Regions from separate parts of the Mus musculus genome. Here region 1 is linked to region 2. The links are chromatin contacts, called in public Hi-C maps. All regions are on one chromosome and are shown on one strand. The core of a region is the stretch at or near the end of the contact, and the rest is flanking DNA. Distances in the headings are between cores, read along the strand shown. Region 1 overlaps Ntrk2 (neurotrophic tyrosine kinase, receptor, type 2). Region 2 has its middle 28 kb from the start of Slc28a3.

Region 1 (3,789 bases), core at 698-3,197, 230 kb before region 2:
CCTGAAGACCAGGGAAGAGCTTTACCAATCTCTTGGCTGGGAGCTGTCCCCTAAGGAGAGTCCTCAGGTGCTGTGGACACATTTGCTTTGTTCTTGACTTGAGGGATTGCTTTCATGATTTATGGGAAGAGGTTGTTGGTCCAGAGTGGCCTGGCATTCCCGACAGGAAAAGTTGTATTGAAGCCACAGAAGGCACACAGCTAGCACTCACACAGATGGCACACGGCTAGCACGCACTCCAGCAAAGCCCCAAAGTAATCTGCAGGTGGCTTTACCCCCAGGAGACAGCACTTAGGCGAGAGGCCAGCCAGTGGCAAAGAACAAAGCACTGTTTTGTTTTCTGGACACTACCAACCTAAAGTTCTTACCAACACCTCCATTCCACATTAAATAACCTCTCTGTCTATCTCTGTCTCTCTCTCTGTCTCTCTCTCTCTGTCTCTGTCTCTCTCTGTCTGTCTGTCTGTCTCTCTCTCTTTCTCACTCTCTCTCTCTCTCTCTCTCTCTCTCTCTCTTTCTCCTTTAGATTATCATTTCCCCCTTTGGGTTTCTGCTCTTGTTGTTTGCTTTGCTTTGCTTTGCTTTGTTTTTGAAGAAGGGTCTCACCCAGGCTGGCTTCACACTTGCGGTGACCCTACAACCTCCGGCTCTCAACACTAGAATTACAGGTGTGCACACCAGCACTCTCAGCTCAATCTTAACTTCCAGTATCAACCACGCCTCATGGGCAAATCTTTGCACTTCTGGAGATCAGCCTGAATAGATTATGATGACCTGTTAAGCTGCAAGAAGAGCTCCGTAGAGACACAGTCAGAGGGTAAGAGAATAACACAAGGCAAACAGAGGTGGCACGGACACAGTCATGGTTTGCCGCCAAGAGAAAAGCAATGGTGGGGGTGGGGAGACGTGTCTCTTTCTTTTTTTTTTTTTTTTTAAGCTCGCTAATGTCTTAATTTCTAAGATTGATTTATTTTACGTGTCTTACTGTTTGCCCTACATGCATGTCTGTGCACCTCACCCATGGTGCTTGAGGAGGTGAGAGGAGAGCCTCGTATCCCCTGAAACTGGCATGACAGATGGTTGTGAGCCACACTGTAGGTGCTGAGGACTGACCTGCTTGCTGAGCCATCCTCTAGCCTCCAACCCCTCAAATACTCCTCAAACTAGTCTTTTCCTTCAGTGTTATCTTGCAGATTCCAGGATCTTTAAAACGATCCCAAAGAAACCCTTGCAGTAGGAAGAGCAAATTGCATATTCCTTCTTCTCTAGTGGACAGTCCTGGCTTTGGATCAGCATGCTTCTGACATGTGGCCAGCAGCCTCTGCTGGCCAGGCTGCCCCCTCGGAGGGGGACGAGGAGACTAAGCCCAGAGTCTGACAGCCACCAATTTGCTGAGAGCTTTGAGTCTCTTCTTTCCTGTTAGAATGGAGTCTTCCCAAGGATGAGCGAGGAAGGTGTAACCAATTAACCTTAGTACTCTGGAGATTAGAAGAACTGTAAGGATGAATCTTAATTACTCTGGTTATCTAAGGCTTGTGCCCAAACCATCTTCTCCTTGGTTTCTCAAGGCAAGAAAGAATCTATGGCTCTGTAGTTTTAGCCCCAGGACAAGGAACAGGTCCTGGTGATTGAAACAGCATGGGCTTCACATTCTACTCTTCTGTGGAACTCCAGGAGAAATTTACTCTCGCTGTGTTCCTTGACTTGAACACTCCGTCCCTAGATCTGCTACTTTGGGGCCTTTCTAAGTGCAGCAGAGAGAGCGCCAGTTCACCCCACATCATGAATCTTTTGACAAAACAGCACTGGGAGAAACTGTGGGAAAACACTTCCGATATTTATAGTTTGTCCCTGACGCGAGTTTTTGCATAGGAGACAACTGCTTCTGAATAAGGGAGCAGAAGTCACCAACTCCCACTGCTGTGTGAATGAGCATCCTGGAGCTGTGACAGTCTTCCTGGATGAGTGGGCCAGAGAGACACTCTCTGCAACGCCTAAAGAATCACAAGCTTCAAAATAAGAGTGTCATCATCGAGTTCTTGTCGGTCTGCTCCAAGGCGGACATATTGAATTGCTGGTGTGCTGACGTGGATGGGACCATCTGACCCCAGTCAGAGTGCTCACGCTTAAGAAACATCTGGCCCTTAGAGTTCTCCAAATTTGCTCTATTTGGTCAGAAGCTAGTCATGACAGGTCCAAATCCCTGCCTTGTGGCAAAAAACTAGTTTATTTTTCAGCTCTTAGTGATCATTTCAGGGCCTCCCTGAAAAAGAAGCCCATGCTTGCTTCTGGTCTCACGACTGTCACCATGAACATCTGCCTGCTTGTGGAGAGCTTTTCTGCATGTAGGATTGAATTCCAGCAAGAGCCACTGGGGGATCTAGTTCATCTTTATTTCAGGCCTGTAAGCTGAATAGGATACACCACAGCCACTGGAGACCCCTCTGCTGACCCCGTGCTGTAGATGTGTGTGTATGTGGCCATGGTCTCCATCTCCTTCCCTTTCTAAAACCTTTATAACCATCTACCAAATCCATTCTACTTGTTGCCAAACCCAAGAAGAATGCCTGTCAGAGCACGGTCTAGTCTGCACTTTAATTGTTACTACGATCTGCTATCCTTGAGGACCTAGTGGAGTGCTCTGGAAGAATGTTTGAATAGTTCCTCTAATCGATCCTTACAAAACATCCTCTCCACTCAAAGAGTGGTCCATGAACCAGCCATGTCAGGAGCTCACTAGCTACTTAGGATCATGGGCCTCTTCCCGAATCCTTTACCTCGCACCCACAGTTCAGCAGGGCCCTCAAAGGTTTAGTGCACAAAGGAAGGATAAGGAAATCCTGGTTTACACCTTGCAACATTTTACTGGAGTCAAAAGTGGGAATCACGCACAAGAATTCTTCAATAAAACAAAGCAATCACTAGGTACCCAAATACTGAGAGCAAAATATCTCTGCATATTTTGCTGCAAATGATAATACAAAACCATGAGGTTGGTTCTGCTTACAATGACATGTCTGTGACATATGACATCTACCTGTGCGCCACTCCAAAAAGGAGTAGAGAAAGGGAACAACTTTAGACATCAGAAGGAGTTCATCCTCACCCACCCTTTCTAAGAAATACACAATGGCTATATGACCTCCTTAAAGGGAAGATTCTAGAAAGCTTACATAGGGAAGCGAGGTTCACTTCTGAAAGGCTGGATCCAAGATGGCAGAGTGCAGTGCCTGGAGCCTGGGAAAGGGTTTTTCTCCCTTTCCTAAACCAGCCCAGGTCTCCAGAAGCTAATATCTGTGGAAGGCACTAGTCTTGTGGACGCCTAAGGATCAGATAGCAGTTATCACTCCACACATCACCCTGGGTGGGTCCCTGGAGTCAGTGACCATGGTCTAAAGACATTGTATGGGGACCTTGGGTTGTTGGGTCTCTCTGGTTCCGACCTCACGCCCTCAGATCTTATACGTGGTGCACTGGGCCAGAGTGCCATAGCTGTTCCTCCAGCTGTCCCTCCCTGCTCTGGAAAAAGCAGTGTCTGACACCGGGCAATGGTTTCTCATGTTCAGAACTTGGGATAAGAACACAGACTGCCCAGGTGGTCTGATTCAAGCTTTGCAAATCATTAGTACAGAGAATTTTGGGCTGTTTTTGTTTGTATTTTGACTTCTCTCGGTCTTCTTCATTCCCTGCGCCCTAAAGCATCCCGAGAAAGCTAAGCTTGAGTGAGGTACACACCACTAAGGGACATCAGGACGGCCATGCTCACTCTGTGTAGGAAAGCTATCGACA
Region 2 (3,770 bases), core at 502-3,001:
TATCAGAGAAAGATAATGTGTGTGTGTGTGTGTGTGTGTGTGTGTGTGTGTGTGTGTGTGTGTGTAGGAGGGAGGAAGGGGTTAGGGAAGGAGAGAGAGATATCAGAGAGACAAGAGAGAGAGATGAGAGAGACGAGAGAGATCTGTGCTTACGGACCTCAAGAGCAAGAGATTTAATGGAGACTCCTGAGCCACTGTTGGGGCCAACCTGAAGGAGAACATCCGAGAAATACTCCCAAGAACCCACCCAGGACCTCCCTTTACCGAGTGAGACCCAGAGACCTTCCTTTGTCAGGCTGCTGCTGTGTAGGTAGACTAGCCTGTGGCCCGGGTTGAGGCCACAGTTGGGTGGGGGGGGATGGAAAACAATTTGTGTTCAACTGCGCCCTCCAGTGGCCACCGGCAGCTGCAGCGCTGCCAACAACATTTAAGATTCTCTCTCTCTCTCTCTCTCTCTCTCTCTCTCTCTCTCAAAATGAAAGCTCAGAATTATTCTAAAGAGAACACTAAACTGGAGAGAGGAGGCATGCAGACTGCAAGTTTTTAAAACCTCTCCTTTATGTTTAAAACATCTCAAAACGTTCACAGATCTATAAAGAAAGGAACCAGGGCTGGAGAGATGGCTCAGTGGTTAAGAGCACTGGCTGCTCTTTCAGAGGTCCTGAGTTCAAATCCCAGCACCGGCATTGTGACTCACGACCATCTGTAATGAGATCTAACGCCCTCTTCTGGGGTATCTGAAGACAGCTACAGTATACTTCCATATAATAAATAAACAAGGAAGGAAGGAAGGAAGGAAGGAAGGAAGGAAGGAAGGAAGGAAGGAAGGAAGGAAGGAAGGAAGGGAGAAGAAAGAAAAAGCACATAAATGTGCCATATACCCCAATATACATTCACACACCCTATACGCACATTTCAACGAAGACCCCCCCCCCAGAATTATCAGCAGTTTCAGAAATTACAACTGATGGACCATAGTTGTGAGCCCCCACGTGGCTGCTGGGATTTGAACTCGGAACCTTTGGAAGAGCAGTCAGTGCTCTTACTTGCTAAGCCATCTCGCCAGCCCCAGGCACTGTACTTTCTAATCGAAAGCACCTTTGAACTTCATTCTAGAAGGAGCCTACCTGCGCACTGCTAATGCCTGGCTTTTTACAATTTGACCTTCAATCTAGACGTCACCCAAATGATGGACTCCGTGCTTGTGAACCCTCCCCTGCTACAGAGAAGCAACAAAGGGGGAAAGACATCAACTCTATAATCTGAGACGCTGACTGCTCCTACAGGGTTCTGAGCACCCACGCCGCAGCTGGCAGGCAACCATCTGCAACTTCAGGGTTGTATCTGATGCCCTTTTCTGGTATACATGGGTACTGCATGCATGAGCTACAGATACAGGCAGGCAAAGCATTCATACACATAAAATAAAAATAAATCCTTTCTAAAAATAGTGAATGTGGCACCATTCATTTTTACATTAATTTGTTATGAGTGTGTATGTGCACACACACATGAGCGTGTGAGTGTGTGCGTGGATGACGTGGCACATCTGTGGAGGTCAAGGGACAACTGTCAGGGTCAGTGCTTTTATTCTATCATGTGCGTCTCAGGGGTAGAATTCAGGTCATCAGGCCAGGTGGCAATCTCACCAGTCCAATAACTCCATCTCTAATGCTCTGTTAAATTGTGTGCCGTGTCAGCAAGCAGAGCTGGCATGAGCCCATTAGGAAGAAAATTGGACTGTTCATAAGTATGCGCCATCTGCTGGAGCATCCATGAGCAGCCCACGACATGGACACAGTGAATAGGGCTGCAGAGACAGTAGTGGAACTGGGTCCACAAGAACTCCTTTCTGCTTTTCATTGCTGGAGGACCCTGGCCTAAGCCCAAGCACCAGAGAACTAATGAACATTTAGTCTCAATCTGCAGCCTCCCTAGGGGACCACAGCAGAGTCTGCGGAAACGGTATAATTGTCTTGTTCATTACTGGAAACAGTAACTAAGTATCCTTCAGGACTCTCCAGCTCAAGATCTATAAGGATTTCTATTGTTCTGCTTCTCAGGCTTGGTATTTGTTTGGTGCTTTAAAAAGAGAGAAACCTGTCTCCTGCTATGTTTAAATGCCCAATCCCATCAGGACACTTCTGCAGCTGCCTGCATTGGGAGAAATCAGGAAATGACATCAAAGTCTAGACATAAAACAAAACATAAAAAGACATCTTTGAGACAAGCCTGGAGAAATGTGAGCATGAGCAATAGGTAGATGGTGACAAGCCTCTATTTCCAGTTTCCAGTCAGCTTGGGTACCACAGCTCAGTCTAAGGAAACCACACACAGCCATCTTTATCCTGCCCAGGACTGGGGAGACATGAGCTTAGAGATCTCCACCCAGACTCCAGAGGGTGGAGTAACCTTTATCTGAAGTTTTTGGGACCAGCATGCTTTTCTTCCTTTCTTTCTTCCTTCCTTCCTTTCTTTCTTTCTTTCTTTCTTTCTTTCTTTCTTCCTTTCTGCGTTTAGAATGTTTGCATATACATCATGTGTATCTTGGGAATGTGGCTCAGGGGCACACAAAATTCATTTAAAGAAAAAAATATATATATATACACACACACATATGTATCCTAAAGATATATACTTTTTATATATACACTTTTTTTCTCCTTTGGAGACATGTTCTTCTCCCTGTGTATCTCTGGCTGATCTGGTATTCACAAAGATCCTCCTACATCTGCCTCCAGAGTATTGGAATTAAAAGTGTGCACCACCACTCCTGGCTGGGTGGCTGGTCTTGTCTCTGAGACTGCATAACCACATAGCATTATCATTGAGAAATTCACACTTGAGAACCACACAATCAAGTTATAATAAATAAATAAATAAATAAATAAATAAATAAATAAAATCTCATTAACATTTAAAGTAAGTTTGTTATTTGTGACTGTATTCATAACTGCCCTTGGGGAGCTACCTGCAAAAGATCAGAGCCTCATTCAGGTGGCTATGATTAATCCCCCCAGCTGTCCACAGTGCAGGTTACTTGCTTGGGCTCTGGGGCCTCACGCCCTTTCTGAGCATGCTTGCCCTGTTGATACAATTTTGCTTTTCCCTCCTGGGCTTTCACATAGTATGCAGTCCCCAAGAGCCCGGCTTCTCCCTCTGACTCTTGACTGTAAGGAGGAAAGAAGACAATCAGGAGCCAGAAGGTATCAGTTACAGCCATTATTTTCCACTCAGGGTCTTATTTTGCATCTTTGTCTAATATCCATAAATTGAAACTTGAGGGATGGTCCAAAAACATTCCCAGAAGAGGTTTCACTGTAGTGGAGTCCGGCGCCCTGCGTCAAACAAAGTGAAACACTGCCACCAAGTGGTCTTTTCGAGTCATCACAGGTCAGGCTTCTTCCCTTCCGGAGGCACCTGCCTCCTCCAGGAAAAGATAGAATTTGAAAAGCCGGGCGTGGTGGTGCACGCCCATCACTCGGGAGGCAGAGGCAGGCGGATTTCTGAGTTCGAGGCCAACCTGGTCTACAAAGTGAGCTCCAAGATAGCCAGAGCTATAAAGAGAAACCCTGTCTCAAAAAAAAAAAAAAAAAAAAAAAAAAAAGAATTTGAAAGATCAGTTGGGATAAACAAAGCCCTTCCCTTCTTTCTTATTTATATTCATAGACATATATTCTCAGTGCTCGACTTGTAAACATTAATAGCTCATTCCATTCCTAAACCCTTGTGCTTTGTTTTGTTTTGTTTCGTTTCATTTTGTAAAGCCA

The links. A called contact is a pair of places that touch in the nucleus more often than the background predicts.
Region 1: a Hi-C map of cerebellum shows a contact between it and region 2, with 2.3 times the contacts expected there. The contact joins two enhancer-like sites. A contact is called at or near these places in 3 of 484 Hi-C or Micro-C datasets (cerebellum, cerebral cortex and cortical neurons).

Annotation. Positions count from the first base shown.
Region 1 is chr13:58,864,524-58,868,312 of GRCm38.p6, reverse strand. All of the region lies in intron 9 of Ntrk2 (neurotrophic tyrosine kinase, receptor, type 2), which reads right to left. Among named protein-coding and RNA genes, the nearest start is that of Ntrk2, 59 kb to the right of the region's middle. Within about 2 kb of position 1,947, at least 7 of the 459 cell types and tissues checked have an H3K27ac peak or open chromatin away from gene starts, as enhancers often do. A contact at or near this core is called in cerebellum, where this site is marked.
Region 2 is chr13:58,637,137-58,640,906 of GRCm38.p6, reverse strand. No RefSeq gene overlaps it. Among named protein-coding and RNA genes, the nearest start is that of Slc28a3, 28 kb to the right of the region's middle. Within about 2 kb of position 1,751, at least 13 of the 459 cell types and tissues checked have an H3K27ac peak or open chromatin away from gene starts, as enhancers often do. A contact at or near this core is called in cerebellum, where this site is marked.